Linked DNA regions of Mus musculus: regions 1 and 2 are each linked to region 3. A link is a contact called in public HiChIP or PLAC-seq and promoter capture Hi-C data. All regions are on one chromosome and are shown on one strand. Each heading gives the region's core, a stretch centred on a gene start, on an enhancer-like site or on the middle of the called end of the contact. The rest is flanking DNA. Distances are from core to core; before and after follow the strand shown.

Evidence for each region. Promoter capture Hi-C pulls out the DNA fragments that hold promoters and counts their contacts. HiChIP or PLAC-seq counts read pairs in DNA pulled down with a chosen protein or histone mark.
Region 1: a contact with region 3 is called in an H3K27ac HiChIP or PLAC-seq map of embryonic stem cells, with 3 times the contacts expected there. The contact joins the promoter of Uckl1 here to the promoter of Rbbp8nl in region 3. A contact is called at or near these places in 1 of 39 promoter capture datasets (pre-B cells) and 1 of 115 datasets of contacts at active chromatin or transcription factors (embryonic stem cells).
Region 2: a contact with region 3 is called in a promoter capture Hi-C map of embryonic stem cells, with 4 times the contacts expected there. The contact joins the promoter of Abhd16b here to the promoter of Rbbp8nl in region 3.

The regions. Positions count from the first base shown.
Region 1 is chr2:181,580,711-181,583,524 of GRCm38.p6, forward strand. Uckl1 (uridine-cytidine kinase 1-like 1) reads right to left here and starts at 1,263. Exons shown (of 15, transcript NM_026765.3): 1 at 1,146-1,263. The coding sequence starts at 1,258. It overlaps Zfp512b (zinc finger protein 512B), which reads right to left. Exons shown (of 17, transcript NM_001164597.1): 17 at 1,393-2,814. The region is part of intron 2 of Uckl1os (uridine-cytidine kinase 1-like 1, opposite strand); the gene reads left to right.
Region 2 is chr2:181,491,557-181,494,546 of GRCm38.p6, forward strand. Abhd16b (abhydrolase domain containing 16B) reads left to right here and starts at 1,650. Exons shown (of 1, transcript NM_183181.2): 1 at 1,650-2,990. The coding sequence starts at 1,751. It also overlaps a transcript of Zbtb46 not described here.
Region 3 is chr2:180,288,550-180,291,477 of GRCm38.p6, forward strand. It overlaps Rbbp8nl (RBBP8 N-terminal like), which reads right to left and starts at 1,330. Exons shown (of 13, transcript NM_173031.3): 1 at 1,228-1,330. It overlaps Gm29943 (a long non-coding RNA gene), which reads left to right and starts at 2,146. Exons shown (of 3, transcript XR_867153.1): 1 at 2,146-2,238.

The sequences.
Region 1 (2,814 bases), core at 13-2,512, 1.3 Mb after region 3:
TGAGTACCTATTAACTTCTCTCCACTCTCTAATCCCAAATCCATCTCCACTTTGCATATCGACATGAAAGCCAATGGCGGTGCTGGCTAAGGTCAGACAACTCCAAGGAAAAGGCCTCAGGGGCAGGCAGATAGGGAGCCAGGTGCTGGGAAAGGCAATAGGAGAAACCTCAAGCTGGGCTTTAGTCTACCAGCGACTCCCTCCCCTACTGCTGCCAGTGCCTGAGGCACCAGGGCAGTTTGTATCTTCTCAAGGTGTATCCCCAGGAACCTTCGGAGGAGGAATTTGGCCACGGCCTCACAAAGTCTGACTCCTGGTCAGAATGCCTGGAGTGTGTGAACTAGCTGGGATTCACCTCATCCACTGCCAGCACCTCACTTTCTAAAGGCGTCCGGGGTTACAGCTTCTCAGGCGGTGCACTGTGGCATGCAAAGCCGGAAGACATTTGGCCTTCAACTGACTCATACAGACCGGAAGAGGTGTCACGAGCAGTTTCCAAGCATGGTCACTGCCCCCTGGCGGCCACGACCTAGAGTTGCTACAAGTGATGATCAGGCCGAGTGAAGACAAGGACCCTTAAGTCTCCTACTTCCTACAAGGACCCTTATCTCCCCTTCCATTCTCCTGAAAGCCTCGAAAGTCTCAAAGGCCCCCAAACTCTCGGACAGGTGGCAATCACCACCCCATCTTACATTCACAAGCACCACTGGCCGCCAGGTGCAACTTTGCGCTCAATTTCGACGAACTCAGAAGGTCGAACACGCCTACCGCCCAGCTGGGGGCCCAGAGCCAAGTGCGCACCCACTAGGAACAGAGACCCACGCTAAAGATGTCAAACAGGTTTCCATTCTCAGTGCCTCCAAAAGCTGGAGCTTGGGCCAGTTCCGCCTTCCGTCCGCTGGGGCCCTCCAGGTCGTCTGCCACCTCCCTCTCCCTGGCAGGGGGTGGCTGACACATAGCCCAGGAGGCCCCAGGGCGCTGGAGAGCCGCCGAAACCTGTCCAGGATCCACAAGGCTGTAGAGATCAAGCTGCCCATCTATGGAGATGCCGGGAGCCGTCCCGGCTCTAGGAAGAGATGCAAGCCGTGCTCCGACCCCTCCCAAGAGACAAGCGCGGCCCCTGCCTTATTCAGGCCCGCGCCTACCGGTCCTCGCACGCCGTTTCATTCTGCTCGGCCTGGCGGCCAGGCACGTCTGGGGCCACAGCAGACTGCAGGGGCGAAGGGGCGGCGCTCATTGAGGCCGGCGGCGCAGCCATGGCGTCCCGAACCTGGCGGAGGCCGGGGAGGCGCACCGGGAGGCAGGCACGCTGCGGACTACAATCCCCACAAGGCCGTGCGGCAAGCCCCGAGAATGACCTTTGCCTCAACACAAACTCAGCCACACAAAATCCCTGGAAAAAAAAAATCAATAAACATTTATTTGATACAGTGACTTTAATACATAGTTGATGGCCCACCACCGCACCACTCCGGGCCAGGGGATGAGGATGAGGACAGATGACCACAAGGCGGGCAGGACCAAAGCTCACCTCAAAACATCTTGCAAATAAAACACTTTGTAGATAGAATATATATGCATGTATATCTATGGTTACAAGTGATAGCCAGAAATGCACTTGTGTAATGAGAACTGCATTATAACCAAACCAAGGAACCCAAAGTTTAGGAGGCGCTGCAGTCAGGTATGTGGGGTGACCTGGGAAACCAGGTCTCCAGGGCAAGGGACCTGGGTTTCACCCAACAGGGGAACAGCTCTCCCTTCAGAACCACCATAGGGACAGGAAGATCCCAAAGCCTCCAGGAGGCACCATCATCTGCCTGTGCAGGAACATAAAGTGCACCCTGGTTCTGCATGAAATGTCTGCCCTTGGCACTTCTGTTTTTTTAGGGCAGGGCAAGCGCTGAGCCAGAGGTAGATCTGTAGAGACCCTGACTTTTGCATTTTGCCAAGGACCCAGGGTTGGTTTGGCCCTCTAAGTCTATGCCCACCCACCTTCTGTAGCTCTGCCATGATGGTCCCTCTTACTGAGGATCTGTGTAGGCTGGTGGTTACCTTTGGGCCATAGTAGGGAGGTGGGCAGACCGATGAGCCCTGCCACCATGGAAGAGCTTTACAGTCTAGTTTGCCACTACTTACCAGTCACCACAGGCTGGTACCTATCCAACTGCAGCTTTTGACAGCTGCCCCAAAACTGACCTCAAAGACTGAGTTAAAGTGCTAACATCAAGTTACCCAGAACAGTCCCATAGCAAGGCTGTATATGGGCTTTCTGGTTCGTCCTGGAAAACTCAGCCCCCAGCAAACCCAGGTCCTACTTCTCCCTACAAGTGCCAAGTACCTGAGAGGCTAGGGTGGATGGTCACACCCCACAGAGGTGTTGTGAAAAGTGCACTTTGGCCCCCTTCCCTTCCACAGTTGCACACAACCACTCCAAAGCCCCAGCCTACCCTTTGACACTGGATCATACCCACCTCTGTAGCCACCTCTGACCACATCAAAGTGTGTAGGAATTGGAGAGTCCATTCAACACCTACAACACACCAGGCCATGGTTACCTTGCCCAGAGTCAGAGCCTTTCTAAATACATGTGTACAAGGACCTCACCCCAAATCTCCCTGGAGCTGGCCTTCTTGGAAACGCTCCCTGCTGAGGCTGGGGGCAGGTGCTAGTCAGTACCACAGCAATACCTTCGGCACCAGGAAACCCTTAGCACCATGACATTAAGATTGTTGAGTTTTGTATAAAAAAAACCCAGAATTAAAAAAAAAAAAAAGAAAAAAAAAAGGTTGCTACTTGTCACAGCAACAAGAC
Region 2 (2,990 bases), core at 400-2,899, 1.2 Mb after region 3:
GATAGGATTTCTCTGTGTAGCCCTGACTGTCCTGGAACTTACTCTGTAGATCAGAATGGCCTGAAACTTAGAAATCCACCTGCCTCTGCCTCTCAAGTCCTGGGACTAAAGGCATGTGCCACCACTGCCCGGCCCCAACTTGTTTCTTGGTCATGATGTTTGTGCAGAAATAGAAACCCTGACTAAGACACCATAACCACAGCAACTCTAATAAAGGAAAACATTTGATGCTGGGGCTGGCTTACAGTTCAGAGGTTTAGTCCATTATCCTCATGGCAGAAAGCATAGTGGCACGCAGGCAGACAAGGTGCTGCACAGGTAACAGAGCCCTACATCTTGATGCACAGGTAGCAGAAGGAGACTGTGTGCCACATTGGGCATAGCTTGAAGATTCCTCCAACAAGGCCACACCTACTCAGCAGGACCACGCCCACTCAGCAAGGCCACGCCTCCTAATAGAGCCACTCCCATAGGACAGGCATTCAAACGCCTGTCTGTGGGGGAGACCATACCTATTCAAACCACCTCTATAGTCCTCCTCCTCTGTCTCCTCTATGAACAGCAGCATTCCTCAGCTGAGTCCACGAAGCCGTGGAGCTGCTTGAGACAGTCAGTTACTTAATTGAAAAGTAGAACAGGAAAGCAGAGGCCGGTTGCTAGAGCCTGGAAACCACCTTACCTAAAAGCCTGCCGACTGCCAAGTAAGCCCAGCCCACGGACTCAGGGGATCTGGCTACATTTCATTGCTTTTAGAATTTGTTTCAGGTCTGGACCACTGCTCAATTAGTTCCCAAGTGCTGCAGTATACTGCTCTCCAGCTGTTTGACCCCCTCAGGTAGGCTGGCCATCTTCAGTGCAGGAGAAAAAAAGGGAACCCACCTACCCACTAGAACCCTCTAAAAAGGGGAAGATACAGTTTGTGGGCTGGTTCAAGTGGGAGAGAGATACTCAACTAGGGGCTAAAAGAAGAGGAACTATAGCTAGGTAGGACCCACCTAGAGGTGATTGCTGTTGTTGGCCCAGTGAAAAAAATGATTCAGAAAAGGTTGTGTGTGTGTGTGTGTGTGTGAAGAGCTATGGGAAGATGTTCCTAGCCCACCACATCTCCTTCCTAGGGAAGGTAAGTATAGGGTTATAGGAGTCAGGCTATGAGAAAATACACCTTCTGACTCTTACAGCAGCTCTGTTCTAACCTAGATATTTTCTAGGAAATGTACCCCAAATGAACCCCAAAGTCCAAGGAGGTGATAAGGGAGTGTTACCAACTACAAGTTTGACCCAGGTGTGGGAAATCCCTTTTCTTTTATTGTCTTCCCCCATAAGGAAGAAGTCAAGGGTATTTATTTCTGGCCTCTTTGGTTGCCTACCTTTAGTGGAGGAGATGGGAGCTGCTCAAGGTGGTAGAAACATGTTAGGAAGTTTCTGTGAGGTCCTAAGGCACTTTCCTAGGTGGGTGGGGCAGAACTAGAGATATTCAAAGCCTTAGAAGCCTTTGTGAGCCTGTCACCCTAGCATCACTTCTCCCAGCAACAGTGACTCACAAAACTGAGCCATACAGCTTTTCCTTAGCCCTGGAAGGCACAGGTCACAAAGGCCATTGGGGCCTACCCAGAGGAGGCATGTCATCAGAGTGCTGTGCTGTGCGTGGCCCCTGCCTCCGCAGACACCGGCTGGGCCAGGCCTGCATCTCCAGCTGTCATTTCACAACTAGGACTGGGCCTTCAGGGAACAGCTCAGATCTTCAGTGCCCATGTGTGTCATCTGCTTTGTGAAGGCACTAGTGCACGTGTTCAAGATCTACTTGACAGCAAACTACAGTTACAACTTCCGCAGCTGGCCGGTGGACTTCCGCTGGGATGACCTGCATGCCCCAAGCACTGGTAATAGCAGTCAACGTGCGTTGACCTGTGCTGCAGCTGCTGCAGGTGTGTGGCTGCTACACGATGCTGCACTGGGAGGCGACACACTCACAAGGCCTCCACGTGGAGCTCGGAGCCAAGTGCAGTGCCTCCTCCAGCAGATCCGTGAGCTGCCCAGCCAGCTTGCTAGCTATGCACTGGCCCACTCACTGGGCCGCTGGCTTGTATACCCCGGTTCTATGTTCTTGATGACGCGTGCATTAATGCCTCTACTACAGCAGGGCCAGGAGCGACTAGTGGACCGCTACCGTGGGCGGCGTGCCAAGCTGGTGGCCTGCGACGGCAATGAGATTGACACCATGTTCATGGATCGCCGTCAGCATCCCGGCAGCCATGGCCGCGGCCTTTGTCTGGTCATATGCTGTGAAGGGAATGCTGGCTTCTATGAGATGGGCTGCCTGTCCGCACCTCTGGAGGCTGGATACTCAGTGCTAGGCTGGAACCACCCTGGCTTTGGAGGCAGCACAGGTGCACCTTTCCCACAACATGATGCAAATGCAATGGATGTAGTGGTCAAATATGCGCTGCACCGTTTGAACTTCCCGCCAGCACACGTGGTGGTTTATGGCTGGTCTATAGGAGGCTTCACAGCCACTTGGGCCACCATGACTTACCCAGAACTGGGTGCACTAGTGCTGGACGCCACCTTTGATGATCTGGTGCCACTAGCGCTGAAGGTTATGCCCCAGAGTTGGAAAGGGCTGGTAGTACGCACTGTACGGGAACACTTCAATCTCAATGTTGCTGAGCAGCTGTGCTGCTACCCAGGCCCAGTACTCTTGCTCAGACGTACACAAGATGATGTTGTCAGCACCTCGAACCATATACCCTCGATGCCATCTTGCCAAGTGGAGGGGGATGTGGAAGGTAACCGTGGCAATGAGCTGCTGTTGCGCCTTCTACAGCACAGATATCCCTCTGTGATGGCTCGCGAGGGCCGCACCGTGGTAACCCGCTGGCTACGTGCCAGCAACTTGGCTCAAGAAACTGCATTATATGCACGCTACCGCGTTGATGATGAGTGGTGCTTAGCAACACTTCGTTCTTATCGTGAGAGATGCCAGAAGGAGC
Region 3 (2,928 bases), core at 80-2,579:
GACAAGCTACTTGTCTGGTTGTGCCTTGGTTTTCCCATTCATAAATCTGGTAGTGGTGACTGGGGAGGCAGAAGGAGCCTGGTATGTAGCGGGAGCTTCCATGTGTGCTCCAGAGAGGGCTGGGCAGGGAACACAGTGCTTCTAACCCATGTGTTCCCACATCTCATCATGGTCACCCATAGAAGCTCCTATTTGATAGAGACTTGAGATCAGAAATGTTATATATCTACAATCACCAGCTCACACGAGATATGGCCTAGACACAAAAAGACCTCCTAGCAACCGCTTTGGTCAGTCGGGTGGTGGGCTTTATCGAGAGACGCTTTCTTGGTGGCTTTGGATCTCTCTGATACATAGGCCCCGATAGACAGGCAGCCACCACAGACAGAACAACGCTTTCAGTTTGAGAAACCCACATCTGAGTCCATGCCCAAAGTAAACGCCTTTGCACAAGTTCAGCCCATCCCCCCGCCACGCACACCCCTTGCACGGGGTTAAGGATGGCTGTGTACACACAGGCAGGTGGGCACGAACATTTGCACGCCCCATGCTTGTGCGCACACTGCCTACCAGGGCACAAGTAAAAAAATAAGGCAGCTTAGGTAACAGGTCAGGTAACAGAGGGCCCTGCAACCTGACTCCCGCCTTCCAGGCCTGGGGGCGGGGGACGGAATAGGCTAGTGATTGATCTTACTGTCTCCCAATGCCTGCTGAAGTACTTAGAGCCACTGCCTCAATCTTAGGGCCTGACAATGTCCCCAGGCATGCTCTGAGCTATGGGTGGCTGGACCTGGCTTTGTGCTCCTTTCTTTTCCGTGGCTGCAAAGTCTCTGGACCCACAAGGAAGGGGACAGTGAGTGATCCAAGACACAGTGCTGGCCACCAGCCTATTTCTAGGTCCTGGAACCCCTTGCAGAGATGGGGGCCACAGTGTCATACCTGGCTTTGCTTTTGCTGCACCCAAATTGCTGCCCAGGAAATCCTTGAGTCTTCCTCCTCCTTGCTTGGTCCCCAGGACCAGGCATCAGGTAGTCCTCCATACCACACACAGTGAAGGCAGGCCAGCCTGCCTGTCCCTGCCTCCCGCCTCCCAGGCTTTCTGCTTCCTGTCTCCGGCCTCCTGCTATGAAGCCTGAGCTGGGTCTCTAGCCCCCTTGGTGAGCACCCCAACGACTCCAGTCCACCCGGCTCCTGGAAGGGCCCTGTCTGCTGTAATCGTGTACTCACATGGCCACTTGGCCAGCCTTGGACCTCCAGGGGCCTCGGTCCTCAGTGATCCCCACCCGGGAGAGATAGGAGCGAGCAGTATGAACTTGCAAGACAGAATTTTGACCAAACCCGCCTGACAGGTTTCCGATTCTCCCAGCCGGGAGCTGCAAGGAGGCAGGGACTGACTAAAGCCGCCAGACTGGTCTGGCCATCTCTGGGAGAGTGGAAGAACCGGCTGGCCATGTGCATAGAGCTGAATTGTTTCTCCCTAATCCGAGCCGCCTGGGTGCCTCAGCTTGACCATCTCCGCAGCATCCTGTGTGACTCTGGACAGGAGTACTGGCCAGCCCAGAGCACAGGCAGGCTGTGTGGGCCTTTATGAAGGAAGGGGAGATGCTGTTGGCCTTGCCACTCGGGAGTCAGATGTTTAGAGGACCCTTATGCTATCTACATCCAGCTTGCCTTGGGTTGACCTTGAGCAGGTGAAGTTTTCCTGTCTAACCTTTATATTTTTAGTCTGCGGCCAGAATGACATTGGATAGATAGAGTTCAATAGTCCTGACTTTGTGGATTAAACAAACAAAACAAAACAAAACAAAACAAAACAAAACAAAACAAAACAAAACACCCAGGGTGTGAGCCTCTGGAGACTACTATTTAGAGACATCACTGGGTCTGGGGCTCTGCAGTACCCATTGTGGCCTTCCTGAGACAGACAGCTGGCTTCTGCTCATTGGTAGAGGTGGTTAGGGGCTAAGCCTCAGGTTGTGGGTATCACAGTGGATGGGCATCTCTGGATTTCAGGATGACCCTGATGAGTAGAACCATGGCGTGACACATAGGGCAGGGGCTGGCTTGGACAGTGACATTGTGGCTGCACTCCTGCAGGAAACAGAGTCCTCTGAGGCTATGGATGCCCTGCCCCCTTCTCTCTCTCGCTCACGTGCCTTTCAACATCTCTTACTCCAGCTTGCCTGACTCTGCCCAGAAGCAAGCAGGCTCCCTCGCTCACACACGGAGCCACAGAAGGTAGGTAATGAGGGTCTGTAGAGCAACCACGTTGACTAGGAGAGGAGGAAGTCTTGGGTCTTGAAGGATAGAAGACTTCCTGCTGCTGGCAGCTGGCCCTGAGCTTAGGGTGAGAATGGATGGTCTTAGGTAAGGATGACTGTCTAGGCTCCAGGAAGAGGAAGATTTTAGGCTATAGAGCACTAGAGACACATTGCATATTCTTTACCTTCTGTCTGGACCTTTGTGAGAGGTGTCTGCCTGCTCAGCACGTGTGTATCTGTTCGTTGCATGGGCTCCACAGGAGGGAGAGGGCATGTTCCCTGTGGGCTCAGCCTGAGAGAAAGGGGACTTGTGTGCAAGTAGACAGAGGCTTTGCCTGTTTTTGGCTAATGTCTGAAGTGCACCCCCCCCTCCCCCAATATGTTGACTTCTTAACACCGAGGCTGTAGTACTTGGGGACTTGGGTGGCAATCGGGACATAAAGGACAGAGCCCCATGAATAGCACCAGTGCTCTTACAGAGAGCAGAGAGCTCTGCCCCACTTTGCCAGGTGACACAGACAGAAGGTTGTCATCAGATCTGCTTTTGGACTTTCTTCATCCAAGACCACGAGAGGTATACCTTTGTCTTCTGTCGGCCCTAGCCTAAGACATTGTGCAGCAGCCCCTGGCTCAGCCAGGTCTGGTGCACAAGTCTTGGCATTTGAAA